Linked DNA regions of Arabidopsis thaliana: region 2 is linked to region 1. Evidence: chromatin contacts called from public capture Hi-C data. All regions are on one chromosome and are shown on one strand. The core of a region is the stretch at or near the end of the contact, and the rest is flanking DNA. Distances in the headings are between cores, read along the strand shown.

The links. Capture Hi-C pulls out chosen DNA fragments and counts their contacts.
Region 2: a contact with region 1 is called in a capture Hi-C map of seedling, with 2.1 times the contacts expected there. A contact is called at or near these places in 1 of 26 Hi-C or Micro-C datasets (leaf) and 2 of 3 other capture datasets (seedling and shoot).

Annotation. Positions count from the first base shown.
Region 1 is chr3:10,421,014-10,428,735 of TAIR10.1, forward strand. UVH3 (5'-3' exonuclease family protein) reads left to right here and starts at 3,166. Exons shown (of 17, transcript NM_001338929.1): 1 at 3,166-3,395; 2 at 3,474-3,724; 3 at 3,814-3,995; 4 at 4,081-4,138; 5 at 4,587-4,696; 6 at 4,782-4,908; 7 at 5,218-5,295; 8 at 5,382-5,435; 9 at 5,539-5,723; 10 at 5,804-7,460; 11 at 7,594-7,722. The coding sequence starts at 3,308.
Region 2 is chr3:10,586,072-10,593,793 of TAIR10.1, forward strand. GATL10 (galacturonosyltransferase-like 10) reads right to left here and starts at 4,614. Exons shown (of 1, transcript NM_113753.5): 1 at 2,876-4,614. The coding sequence starts at 4,422. The coding sequence ends at 3,325. It overlaps AT3G28330 (F-box family protein-like protein), which reads right to left and starts at 1,688. Exons shown (of 1, transcript NM_001338950.1): 1 at 495-1,688. The coding sequence starts at 1,688. The coding sequence ends at 495. It overlaps AT3G28335, which reads left to right and starts at 2,081. Exons shown (of 3, transcript NM_001338951.1): 1 at 2,081-2,113; 2 at 2,373-2,699; 3 at 2,924-2,944. The coding sequence starts at 2,081. The coding sequence ends at 2,944. ABCB15 (ABC transporter family protein) reads right to left here. Exons shown (of 7, transcript NM_113754.3): 7 at 7,619-7,722.

The sequences.
Region 1 (7,722 bases), core at 1,916-4,415:
TCTAATATTGCCGCATACTAAGTTTTTGGACAAATATAACACTCAAAATTTTTTTGGACAAAAATAACACTCAAATGAAATATATTTTTTTAAATTAATAATTACAAAATATAATAAATATGGTAATTTAGTGAATTTGGTTTGGCGGGAAAATTTTGAAGGACATTTTGGTGAATTTTTTTATTTTTTATTCAGTATATCCTTCTTGAATTTGGTGATTTTTGTTTCTTTTTAATATGATTTTTTAATTTATTTAAATTTAAATCAGTTTTATTATTTATTCTGATTTTCCAATTAATAAAGAAGTAAAATAAAAAATCATCATCTTCGACTATTCATCGTCCGACCACTAACATTTTAGATTTTTATTCAGTACTTTGTATCTATTCACCATTTTTTTTATTGCAATTGTTATTATAAGATCCCAGTTATCCATTGGAAAGAGAGATAACACTACCATAGAAAGAAATCTTAATTCGAACGAATCTTGCTAAGATTGGAATTTTTGTTTTTGTTTTTGAACCACATAAATATTGCAATTTCTAAGGCATAATATTTAAGAGATCTTTGCTCCAACTCTAAACAAGAATTAGCCGTAAAAACCATACTCATTCCTTTATGCTCTATATAAGAGAAGGTAACCATCTCACATAATCATAACTCAACTAACTTTTTATTGTTCTCAAATTGATGTTTATATGGATCAATCCATACTAATCCAAAATCCATGGATAAAAAGAGTGGAACTTTTGGATATTGGTAGATAGGATTTGATGAGTTTCATGAATTAGATTGAAATAGGTTGGGTTATAATGGATTAGTGGATTATCCATAACCAACCCAATAGAGTGTAAACCATATATAACATAATTAAATATCTAAACCGATTTAGTAAAGCGAAACAAAATATTCTAAATCAAATTTGTACACTCATATGACGGTTGATTTGATGATGGTGATGGTAATTAAACATGAGAACAGTCCTTGATAACATGCTAAATAGAACATGCTTAAATCGAACATGAGAATATGCTTATTGAAGATTATGACACTCGGTTTGATGGTTAATTCGATGTGATGGTGATGATGATTATGATGATGATGGTTATTAATTAAGTATTAATTATTTAAATTGTAATAAGAATATACAATCCATTAATTTAAATGAGTTATGGTCTTACGAATTAATCCAAACTATTTGCTAATTGAGTTGGTTGGTCTCCCTAACTCCATATGAGATATATGAGTTGGTTTGATTTGGTTTAACTAATTTGACACCTCTACTTTCATATGATCTTATATCACAATTATCAATCATTGCTAATAGTTAGGTTATGAGTTCCACCAAATCAATAGGTAAAAAAGTATCTCTTATGATTTTGATTAATACTTTGCTGTAAATATTGATCGGTGTATTAACTAATTTGTATTTGCAACCGTATACATTGCAAGAAATGTTGGAACAATTTGCGAGAAAAGTCTAACAGTTTACACAGCGCAGAAGTAATAAAGTCATTACATGGAAGCAATATTGGTGAAATGCTTAATGATTATGAATAGTGATGTATATAAAAATCCTCCTTTTTTTTTATAAGTCTTTTTCTAAGATTTATCTTTTCATCTCATCCTAACAATTTTGTATTAAAATTCTACTATCATCAGATACTCGAGAAGATGTATTTGGGAAGTTATTGCTGCTCTATTTCGAGGTAAATTCTTGGACTTAATAATACTTCTGGTTATACTCGAGACAATTACCATACTAATTGGTAATTTAATTTTCATATTATTGATTTCAGTGTAATAATATATTTTGGTTGACCTTTGTAATCTAACATTTCAATTTAATATTAATTGTTTGATTTATTTACTCTCCACTTGGATTATATGTGTATCTTAAGTCTTAACGTAAAAATTGTCATTTCATTGATCAATTGTTTTTCTTGCTATGAAGGAGTGTTTACATACAAGTAAAGTAGTTCAATCAATTCGTTAATTTGAATTTTCTCTCTAACTTGAAATTGATGGGTTTTTTTTGGGGAATTTTTATATCAGTTTTAAGTGAAGGTCACTATAATTTCAAAAATCAGAAAATTCAACGCCTTCAATGTTTAACTTTGTTTATAAACTATTTTGTCAAGAAAACAAAATTTTATTTGTTAACAAACATCTTATTTGTCAAACATAAGTTAGATATGTTTTATGTTTTTGGGTTGGACTACCAATGTTTCTTATTTTGTTCTTTTATCTACTCATCAAGTTAATCCAAATTAGTACTATTTTAATTTGATCAAAAAGAAAAATAAAATCCATATTTTCAAAAAGCTCCTTAATATATCATATCGAAAATGAGTTAGAATCAATATGAATATATATTAGATAAATATAAAACATAATTATTCTAACTTAAAATTGATGTAATATTCATAGTTAGATGGAAAATAAATAAAGAAAAATTATTTTAGTTAAATTATAAGAAAAAGTGATAATTGTACTAATGATATATATATATATATATATATAAATGAGAAGGATTGTATAAACTTTATGTCACATATTTAATATTCTATATTCTAATGGTTTATGTTATTTTTTATTCATTATGTATATATACACACTCTGTTTACCAAAATCCTATAATGTTAATGTAGCTAAATGGTTGAGTGTCTCTTATGAATCCAAAAAGTCAGATGTTTGATTCCCCTTGATCACAAATTTTGCTTCTTATTTTCTAATGTCTAGAATGACGTCATTTTGATTTTACGGAGATTCTAACGGAAAGATAATTCCGTGATTGACATATCCTAAATGGCCAAGTCAATGAAAGTATGAAACTTGATTATTTTTTTCAAAAGTCAAACTAAATTTTAGGATTTAAATGTCTTCTTGAAAGTTCATGTTTTTTCATCTCAAATTTAAAAGTTTGGGTTTTTTTCGACATTTTCCAACAAAAAATAATATTTTCTCTTGTTTCTTTATTTGTTTTCAGAAAAATTGGTATGTAGCTAATTTGTCTCTTCAAAATAACATTTTTTAAAAAAGGAAAACAAGGCCTTAGACTTTGGGCCTTTCTTAAGAAAAAGACTTTAGAATGGGCCAATATTGAGACAGTGTACTTAGCTCATAAACCGGGCGTTGTTGACTCCTTGTACATATAACCGTCGTGTTTTAATATACGCCTGAGAACGAGAAAACGACGTCGTATAAATTCAAACCGCCGTCGATCGTCACTACGTATATAAAGGGCTTTTAATTACACGGCGAAGTCTCTCTGTTCTCAAGAAATTAAGAAACTGAGAAAAAAAAAATGGGAGTACAAGGTCTTTGGGAGCTTCTTGCTCCTGTTGGTCGCCGTGTCTCCGTAGAAACCCTAGCCAACAAACGATTAGCCATCGGTAAACAAATCTCCGGCGATCAACTTCAATTGTATTGTATTATTTTTCCGGCTTCTTCTTCATCGTTCGAATTTGCAGATGCGAGTATATGGATGGTACAATTTATCAAAGCGATGCGTGACGAGAAGGGAGATATGGTTCAGAATGCACACTTGATCGGGTTTTTTCGAAGGATTTGTAAGCTTTTGTTTCTAAGGACTAAACCGATCTTCGTCTTTGATGGAGCTACTCCGGCATTGAAACGTCGTACTGTTATTGCTCGCCGTCGTCAACGTGAGAACGCTCAGACTAAAATCCGGAAGACTGCTGAGAAATTGCTGCTTAATAGGGTTTGTTTAGTCTCGATTTGGTGTGGTTGGTTATAATTAGCAAGTTTTTGTGAGGTTTTGAGTTGGTTTTGGGATTTTTGTTGTTGTAGCTTAAGGATATTAGGCTTAAGGAACAAGCTAAAGATATTAAGAATCAGAGATTGAAGCAGGATGATAGTGATAGAGTGAAGAAACGTGTGTCTTCTGATTCTGTGGAAGATAATTTGCGAGTTCCTGTGGAGGAAGATGATGTAGGGGCGAGTTTTTTTCAGGAGGAGAAGCTAGATGAAGTGTAAGCTGTTAAATTTTTGTTGTTTTTTAACCGTGAATTTCAGTTTTGTTGGTGGAATTTGCTTTAATGAGCTTAGTTGTTGTAGATCTCAAGCATCTTTGGTGGGAGAGACTGGTGTTGATGATGTTGTCAAAGAGTCCGTGGTAAGTGAATACTAAAACATTGAATTGCAAAGAAATACATTAGATGGTGTTGTTGGACTGACTTAGGTGAATTGTGTTACTAAGTATCCACTTCATTCCTTTTTTGTTCATTAGTTGGGATTTGTTGGCACAGACCAACTCCAAATAATTTGATGCTAATTGTGCATGTCTGTCATAGTTGATATTCTTTTTGTTCCATTTTATGCCATTAGTCATGCATCTTGCGGTAATGAATCAGAAGCTGGGAAATCTATTTGACGCTGTGTTGTTGTGATGTCTTACCTGTTATTTATTTGCTTTCACATGCCCTTCCTTAGTCATGGTATTTTTATGTTCAATCCTTAATATGTCAATTCTTTTACTGTCATTCTTTCTTCAGTAATTTGTAAATGATTTTTTTTGTTGAGATTTATATAACGACTATGATTTGTTTGTTGGTGATTCGCAGAAGGATGATCCCAAGGGAAAGGGAGTTTTGTTGGATGGGGATGACCTAGATAATCTTGTACAGGATTCCTCAGTACAGGGGAAGGATTATCAGGAAAAGTTGGATGAGATGTAAGAAGAGTAATTGAGATATTGATTGAGGATGTTTATTTGATTGAAGAGTAATTTCGTGTTTTCCTGTCTTGGTGTAATATAGGTTGGCGGCATCCCTTGCAGCTGAAGAAGAACGAAACTTTACTAGCAAAGCATCGACTTCAGCTGCAGCAATCCCGTCAGAGGAGGATGAGGAAGAAGACAGCGACGGAGATGAGGAAATTTTATTGGTAATATGTGGTCTTCGTACTACATCTTTCTCTTGTTTTATTTATTGTTGCTTAAGTTACAGATATTCAGGGGATATAAATTGGTTATGTTGAAGATACTTTAGTTAAGCAATCAACACCACTTGTCAACTTGTCTGCTCCTCTTTCTGCAAAGGGAAAAATTGCTTATTCTGGATGAAATCCTCATTTGCTTAGTAAAGAATCATGATAATGTCTTTGGAATTATGTGTCGTTTTTTCGTCTTTATTAAGGAGTTATCTGATACTTTACCATCCTCATCTGCTAATAAGATTTTGTCTACCTTTCTAGCCAGTAATGGATGGGAATATCGACCCAGCTGTTCTGGCTTCTCTCCCTCCATCCATGCAACTTGATCTCCTTGCTCAGGTAATTAACTATATTTACACCATATCTTTGCAGCATGTTAAATTTCATGGACGTTTCAGATTATTTAATAATGTCTTTACTTGTAGATGAGAGAAAAATTGATGGCAGAAAACCGGCAAAAGTACCAAAAGGTCAAGAAGGTGAGTTACATAAATCACTGGCTCATTCTTGGTCCAGTTATGTATTTGAATCTCTATGTATAAGGAGACGCGGAACACTGACTATGGAAGTAATTATGTATAGGCCCCTGAAAAGTTTTCTGAATTGCAAATAGAAGCATATCTTAAAACTGTAGCCTTCCGTCGCGAAATAAATGAAGTTCAGAGATCTGCTGGTGGAAGGGCTGTTGGTGGAGTTCAAACTTCTAGGATAGCTTCGGAAGCAAACAGAGAGTTTATATTCTCGTCTTCTTTTGCTGGTGATAAAGAGTGAGTTTCAGTTTGAAGTCTTATTAAAGAATAAGGTTCTTTCTAAAGTGAAAATAACTGATATATTTAATTTGTTCTAGAGTACTGGCATCTGCCAGAGAAGGAAGAAATGATGAAAATCAAAAGAAAACGTCACAACAGTCTTTGCCAGTCTCCGTCAAGAATGCTTCCCCGCTGAAAAAATCAGATGCTACCATTGAGTTGGATAGAGATGAACCTAAAAATCCTGATGAAAATATTGAAGTATATATAGATGAAAGGGGACGTTTTAGAATAAGGAACAGACACATGGGAATCCAAATGACACGTGATATCCAGAGGAACTTACATTTGATGAAAGAAAAGGAGAGAACAGCTTCTGGTTCTATGGCTAAGAATGATGAAACATTCAGCGCCTGGGAGAACTTTCCTACTGAGGACCAATTTCTTGAAAAATCACCTGTTGAGAAAGATGTTGTGGACCTGGAGATCCAGAATGATGATTCCATGCTGCATCCTCCATCTTCCATAGAGATATCATTTGACCATGATGGTGGTGGAAAAGATCTCAATGATGAAGATGATATGTTTCTTCAATTGGCAGCGGGAGGACCAGTGACAATTAGTTCTACAGAAAATGATCCTAAAGAAGACACTTCACCGTGGGCTTCTGACAGTGATTGGGAAGAAGTGCCTGTTGAACAGAATACTTCTGTCTCTAAGCTTGAAGCGAATTTAAGCAATCAGCATATCCCCAAGGACATTAGTATCGCTGAGGGTGTAGCATGGGAAGAATATAGTTGTAAAAATGCCAATAACTCCGTGGAGAATGATACAGTAACAAAGATCACAAAAGGATATCTGGAAGAAGAAGCTGATCTGCAGGAGGCTATCAAGAAAAGTCTTCTTGAATTACACGATAAGGAATCCGGGGATGTCCTTGAAGAAAATCAATCAGTAAGGGTAAATCTTGTTGTTGACAAGCCAAGCGAAGATAGTCTTTGTTCTAGGGAAACGGTTGGTGAAGCTGAGGAAGAGAGATTTCTGGACGAAATAACAATCTTGAAAACCAGTGGTGCTATAAGTGAGCAGTCCAACACTTCTGTAGCGGGCAATGCAGATGGTCAGAAAGGGATAACCAAACAATTTGGTACACACCCTTCTTCCGGTTCTAATAACGTTAGCCATGCTGTGAGCAATAAATTGTCAAAGGTAAAATCAGTTATCTCACCCGAGAAAGCATTAAATGTTGCTAGTCAAAACCGCATGCTATCCACCATGGCTAAACAGCACAATGAAGAAGGTTCTGAAAGTTTTGGTGGAGAATCTGTTAAAGTGTCTGCTATGCCCATAGCTGATGAGGAAATAACTGGTTTTCTTGATGAAAAAGATAATGCTGATGGTGAATCATCTATCATGATGGACGATAAGAGAGATTATAGTAGACGTAAAATCCAGAGTCTTGTCACTGAATCAAGGGACCCTTCTCGTAATGTCGTCAGATCGCGAATAGGGATACTACATGACACAGATTCACAAAATGAAAGAAGGGAGGAAAATAACTCTAACGAGCACACTTTCAATATTGACAGTTCAACAGATTTTGAAGAGAAAGGCGTGCCTGTTGAATTTTCAGAGGCAAATATAGAGGAGGAAATTCGAGTTCTCGACCAAGAATTCGTAAGTTTAGGTGATGAACAGAGAAAACTTGAGCGGAATGCTGAATCTGTGAGCAGTGAGATGTTTGCAGAATGCCAGGTTTGCCCCTTGTCTTTATACATATGAGTCATTGTCCTCTTTATACAGCCCTTTTGCAAACTTTCCGAAGTTTCTGTTCGTGTTTGATTTGACAACAAACTTATAATGCTTTGTCGATCTTGGTTTTCCGTAGGAGCTACTCCAAATTTTTGGCATACCGTACATCATAGCTCCCATGGAAGCAGAGGCACAGTGTGCATTTATGGAACAATCAAACCTTGTTGATGGCATTGTCACTGACGATTCTGATGTATTCTTGTTT
Region 2 (7,722 bases), core at 3,364-5,863, 170 kb after region 1:
AGAAAAAAGACTTTATACTCAATGAGCCATACCATTTCTTTGTGTAATCCTCTTGACGGTATGTCTTTCAATAATGGTTTGATCAATCAGAGTTTGTAATACCTTGAATAAGTGAGAAGATGTAAATAAAATAATTGGTGATTAAAATAAGATTGTATTTTAGGAACAATCAGGTTTATTCTCTATTTTTGCTAAGAAAAATTTTATTCTGTTATGTTGTTCAGCGCGGGAGTATATTTGAGAATTCATTTCCCAATTGCGAGAATTAGAAAACTTGTAACCGTGAATATTCAAAGATTATTACGATTTTAAAAACTTTTATTGCAAATTTATAGACATGTTTTCTATATACATCTGTCTAGCTTTTCTTTGCAGAATAAAAACGAACTTATATTGCAAAACGCGGTAAGGAAAGCACTCAAAAGAAAACTATGCATCATCCTACAACTTCTTCCTACAGATAAGGAACAAAGAAAGTCTTACAAATATTAGATTTAAACACTCCTCACCGTGCTAGGGAACGGATGCATCCACTGTGGGAGAACGAACGAGGCAAAGTTTGATTCTAAGATGTATGTCATATCTCTCGGGCAATCAACGGAATTCAGAATGCGACCCGCGCTGCTATGTTCCACATCCTTGTGGAGCACAATGTCTCCATTGTGTAAGTTAATAGATAACAAGCATTTGCGACTCCAAAGGTAGACTGTTTTAGCATCAAAAGGGTCTGTTCCCAACGGAATATAATCGAAACCAGTCTTAATAGAATCCAAAGATATTTCGAATACTAGTCGCCATTGCCAGCTCTCTAGCCTCCATACACATAACTTGTCCTCTAAATTACCATCAACTTTTGGTATAGAGAATATGTTCATATACATGAGACATCCTTGAGAAGTTGTGCAAGTTCTTCTGAATTTCGGAACTTTATCTAAATCAGGAAATGGCGTAGCGCGGCATCGATCAGAGCGGCTATCAACAACATAGAAATCGATGGATACAATGAAATCTTGATACTCGGAACCGTGGGCGAGCCAGTAAAGACTTCCGTTCAAGCTAATGGGATTGTTAAACTCTTGAGATATATAGCTGAAAGGAAAAGTGTCACTGTTGAGACTCCACAAGCCTGTCTCAGATGAATATATGAGGAAAGTGAAGTTAGGTTTCAACAGAACAACTTTGTAACCTAAAACGACGCCATTCTCAACTCTTGTAGCTATTCCCAAAATCCAGAAACAATCCAGTTTCTGTGAAGGAAGAATCTCTACGCATTGCCTAGAAACAGGATTAGCTACGTAGAAAGACTGACTTGACACTCGATGAACCAATATCAATCCAACATCCGTGTAAGACACGACTCTAGCTTCATTATAGTTCTCGAATTTGTCGGTAAGGAAGGAAGAGATGTAATAACCGAGAGAATGGTTAAGATTCCAATTGTCAGATCCATAGTGAGACATGATCTCTGTCTCACAACCTCTACACATGAGTGACCATGAAGAATGATGAGAGTTTTGGTGTAGAGATTGGAAAAGGTCGCGGAAACACCGAGACTCAATGATTGATTTCCATACCTTGCAAACCAGTTTTGGAGTGGTGATGATGCTCTTTAGTGGTAATCTCGCAAGTATAATCTCCCATAGATCCTCTGTGAGAAAATCCATATCCTTCTTTTTTTGTCTCTCCATGAATTGGATTAGGTTTTTTTTTTTTGTGCGTGCTCGATTAGGGTTTCACTCGATTTTGTAGGGATGTTAAATAGGGTTTTCCGGCCCAACCCGGCCCTATTTATTTAAAGTCCAATCCTAAGTAAACCCTAACCCTTTTTAAGCCTAAAAAAGTTTAAAATAGGGTTGAGCCCTATTTAAGCCCTTTCTAGATTTAAAGTGCTTTTTTATAGTTAAAAGAGAAAAGTTTTTCCAACAAAAACAATTATAAGTTAACAACACTATTGTTTTATTATCAAATGGAAACACTATAACACCACAACATATAAAACAATTTTTTCTCTCATTTTGCTTAAATATAAAACATTCTTACCCATATTACAAATCCAAAAGAAACTGAGCAATTCTTTCCAATGGCTACAAATCCATACTGCATAACAAAATCGGTTTTTGTGTATATTGGGAACGATACACTCTTTTTTATTTGCTCAAAATGTAATTCCCACATTACACAGTTAACTATTTAAGAGAAAAAGTCAATAAAAGCCCCAATTCTTTAGCTTCGCTAGAGAAAGAAAAAAAGGGTAAATTAAGTGAATAACTATATTTGTTAAAGTTATTAAATAACTTAACACTATAATATGCATAATTCAATGACTAACACATATGGGGTATTTAATTACAACTCACTCCTTCCGGCAATAGAGTGGCTCCGGCGACGGTGGTGGCTACGGCGACGGAGGTGGTTCCGGCGACAGCGGTTGCTCTGGTGACGATGGTAGCTCCGGCGACGATAGTGGCTCTAGTGACGATGGAGGCTCCGGTGACAATGGGAACCCCGACGATGGGGTGGTGACTCCGGTGATGGCACTCGTTCCGGTAAGGGTTGTAGCTCCACCGGCGGTGGTGGTGGTGATGACGGCGGCATCGGCGGTGATGATGACGGCGGCATCGGCGGTGATGATGACGGCGGCGACGGTGGTAGTGGTAGTGATGACGGCGGCGACGGTGATGACGGAGATGATTGTGGTGGTAAGAAACAGGTATAATAGCAAATATTGTAGAAAATATACTGAATATCATCCATTTTTTTATTTTGGTTAGTTAGTAAATTATTAAATTTTTGTTGGTTATTGATACAAATTTTCCAAGAAAAAAAGTTCTATTAACCACAAAAAGCTCCAAATATCGTTGCAAAATCATATTATAGTTTCTACTTGGCATTTTTAATGAAAAAACCCCTCAAGTATCCGCAGATCTCTCCTCTTACTAACTAGTTTTGTATTTTGGTAAACATATTTTTAATGAAACAAAACAAAATACATGATCCAATTATACTTATTTAGAGTTAACTAGGTTGATAGCATATATATGAAAATGTATTTAGATAAATAAAAATCTGTTTGCTATTTTCTTAAATATAGGTATGTGATTTGGAATAGAACACATATAATATAAGCTTATTTTTATTCACACAACTCATGATTCATGAGGCAAAGAATACTTAAGCCGAATGAAGATCAATAATCAATATCTTGAACAAAATCCTCGATGTATTTATGTTGTATGTACATTAAAAAAGGAATAACAAAAAACATAGAATCCATGTAATGAGTTCACAAAATTTACCATACCAAAACCCCAAAAAATGAATAAATCAAAGAATTTCTAACTCTTGATTGTATTGAAGATACTGCCTCTGTGACTTGTGAAGATCATAAGGAGCCCAAAGATAATCAATTGGACAAGGCTTACCATCATCAAGCCTAACCCATGGCTTCCCTTTACCACTCCAATGTATCAAACTAACCGGACCAGGATGCAAAGATCTACAACTACTCACAATGTTGTCTCCACCGAGACCGTGTTGGTTCCATTGATGATCAATAGCTTCAATATCACCACCAAACACTAGAAGAAACGGTGGTAAAGAACCCAATTCGTAGATTCTCTTATCTTCTTTCTGAATCTTCATCCAGTTTTCGATCTTTCTCGTGTAATCTCCTTCTCTCCATCGCTCTAAATCGATAACCATCACTCCTGTGTTGAAATAACAAGGAGTCTTGGAATCGAAGACACTCGAGAGTTTTTGATCGGACCAGAAACTATCTGTGAAGTATTTGGTGAAATTTGCGTGGCAATACTCTGGTGCACCGATTGTTCTTGACCCGGATAAAGAAATCTTCCATAGTTTCTGAATATCATCGACCACAATCACATCCGAATCGAGATAAATCACTCGACTAACACACGAAGAAAGAATCTCGGATAAGTAGCTTCTTGCGTAATTCAAAGGACTATCAAGAGCTTGTCTTATAGAAGAAGAGATTAGATTCTTGACCGTGGTTTCTTCAAAGGTATAGACTTTGAAACTCAAAGAAGGAAAAACAGAGGATAGGGTCTTGGCGAGGGAACCCTGACTTGTACCCGAAGCAATGAAGTGGAAGAAGATGTTTTCAGGGCAAGAAGTGTGTTTGAGGATGGAATGTACTGCAGATACCGTGCCACGCAAGTAAGCTGGATCTAGAGTCATAGCTATATGAACAGCTGATGGATCACAAGCTAACAAGAGTCTGTTTTTGGCTAAAACAGAGCAATCAAGACCGTTTTGATATGCTGGAGCTTCCATTAAATCTGAAGATGCATCGTCGAATGAATCAGGGAATAGTCGAATCGATTCAACGGTGAAGAAAGATGTGGAGATTATTGAGAAGATTATTATTAGTCTAGAGGCTAATCTTGAACCAGACATCATCAAGAGAACTTAATGGCTAAGATCTCAAAGCAGAGCTCTTTTTAAGGTTTGGTGTTTCTAAAGTGTCTAGAAAAAAAGTTTCTGGAATTTATGGACAAGAGAAAGAAAAAGAGAAAGGTCGACGAAGAAGACCAAGACAAAAAAGGAAACGCGGTTTTGTAAAGAAGAGAGTCAATTTACGCTCTTTTAAAACTCGTTTTCTTTTATTGTCACTATCATTGTTTTTTCTTAGATATTTTATTTTATTTCTAGAAACCCATAAAATTACTTTTTTTTTATTATCTCACAGTCAATGTATAACAAACATTGAATTTGAGACACTGCAAAAAAAGTGTATTGGTGAATATTGTTCATTGTATATGGTTGTAAAGATTAAGGATACATTTATGACCAGTTACATATGTACAAGTACAACATGTAGTTAATAATATTGACCGTTATATTAAAACTCTTAATGGCATATCTATTCACAAGATTTATTCGGAAAAAAAGAAGATTTAATCATTCGTTTTTTCATATATCTAGGACCGATCTTGACATTAATGGGGTCATAAATAAATAATTACGGTTTAGAGGCGTGATTATTTATGTAAAATTTGAGTTTTTATAGTTTCGAGAGCAAATGATCTATACATATTAACTCGTTAAATTTAGGGGGCAAGGGAAAGTTTTTAATTTTTAAATGTTTTTTGAGAATTTCGAGTTGGTCAATTTTTGGAGATGAAGATACTAAATAAACGATATATAAGTATAACCTATTTTTGTTTACAGAAATAAATGTTAGGTTTAACTAACTCATCATAGTCAATATTGACATAAAGTTTTATTAAATATTAAGTATGAAAGATTAACTAATAATTTAATTAAATGAATACGCATGTAAATGTAGACATTTCACGCATCGACATAAATGTTACATATAAAAGAAAAAGTATGTTAGGTTGTAGGAATCCAGCAATTTTAGAATATGGGTTGATAATGGTCCAATGAACACATGGTTCCATGTGCATCTCTACATATTACGATATACAATTATATATAACCTATTCACTATTGACTAACGCCCAAAAGATAATGATATATTTAAATGGTCAGCTCACATTCATTGGATACAATGCTACTTCTAATTAAAGAAATTATAGAAAGTGTTTGTGTTTACTCTATAAGCATGTGAGTATTCCTCGTTTGAATGGATTTTATTTGCAGGTTTTCACCCATTTCTATGACTAGAATTTGTTTGTTTCCCTAAGTAGAGTTTATTAATTTTCTCTTGTGATGACAATGGTATACAAATTGTAGCATCATTCCAAACAAATCTAACTCTTGCAAATTTATACAGGACGTCAGGACCCAGTATTTTATGTTATGAGACAGTTGGAATATTCACTTTTTAAAAATTGATCTCTTTGGATTAGCAAATTTTCTGAACTACTATTACTATTTATAGCATATACGAATTCCACATGAACAAATGTTCTCGGCTTCTAATAATATGAATGGAATTTATATATCTATATTTTTCTTCCTTTTCTAAACGATACAAATGAAGAATATAAATAAAATAATTTACAATTATGATAATTTTGTGGACAATAGAAAATAACAACGCACTAAAAGTTTACTTTAACCAGAACTAATCAACACAATTAGCGAGAACTTTATAATATTCATCATTTCATTAATTTGAACACTTGATATGAGAAAGACAATCAAAATTTTAAATTTGGAATATAATTATTCGTTTTTTGGTTTTACAGAAAGCAGCCACTATACTTTCACCTGTTTTTTTTTTTTGATTTTATGTTTAATCATGCAAACCTACTTTCTTAAAAATTGATTTTTTTTTTCTTTCTAAAAAGGTTACATTTTCTTATAATTGTTCATTAAAATTAAATCCACAAATAAGAAACAAAAATATTGTGTTATGTTTGAAGACAGCTGTATGTGCGGCTGTGGGCTGGAAATGTCATTATTCTTTTGTAATGCGTATATATATCTCACACTTTGGAATTATGTTAACCTAATTACAAAACTTCCTAACATTACCAATTCTAGCGGGTTCTTATTTAGAAGCAACTTAATGAAAAGAATCTTACGGTACATCTGTTACGAGTTGCTTTCAATAGTATTACACATAGTATGCAATTTTATACAGTATAATAGAGGCAATTCAGCTCAATTTATATAATTTTCTTATTAATTACTATAAAGGCTATAAATTTATTTCAATATAAATAATTGGTTAACCATTGAAATTCAACTATATCAAACCGACAATCGATTATTAAGATATGAAAATGAATATCTTATGTCGTGCGCTGGAGATTAAGACTTCTATAAGAACGAAAGTTCTTTTTCTTTTCGTGTGCTTTATACATTTGTGACTGAACCTATTAATAATAATAATCATATAAATTTAAGTGTATTTTTCCAAAAAATTAAACAATACAGTAGAGAAATAGAAACATTCATACGTGATTTTGTTTAACTATATAACTAAAATTCTATTTTAGAACTATGATTTTTTTTTTTTTTGTTACAATTTTCTTTTCCTACTCATTAAATTTGGATTTTTTTTCTTCTAATTACCACCATTATGCCATTTGCACGCACTCCCATGACCCATCTATAATGTATAGAGCAATATCCAACGTATGAAGATATGATGCAGTTTGTGAATCCAGATCATGAATTACAATGTTATTTTTGTTAGCAAATTAAATATTGCTAATCCAACAAGAATCGATCTCATGCTTGAGTTTTTTTTTTTTTTTTTTTTCTCACACCAGTATTTTACGATATCGACATGAAATGTTTTCTTAAAACATTTCCAAGAAAACATTTCCAATGTCTAACTCTATATTTTCCTCTATTTTAGAGTTGATTCTATTTTACAGGAAATATAGTTGATTTTTCTCCATTGTATGACTCTAAAATAGAGTTAACTATAAATAGAAGAAAAATGTAGAAATAACTCTATATATAGAGCAAAAAATAGCAATCTCTACACTTTACCTCTATTTTAGAGTCATACAATGGAGCAAAGTCAAGTATATTTCCTCTAAAATAGAGTCAACTAAAAATAGAAGAAAATATAGAGTTGAAAAAAATAGTAGATACTAATAATTTTTCTTGGAACTGCAAATCATTTGGATTTCAACTGAAACTTGAGGGTAAAATTGAATTGGGTTATGTATATATCTTAGAACTTCTAGATAAAAACTTAAAAAGAGAAGCCACAAGCTTTGAGATGAGATTTGGGAAAACGTTTATTTTATTTCTATTCAATTAACAAGCTTT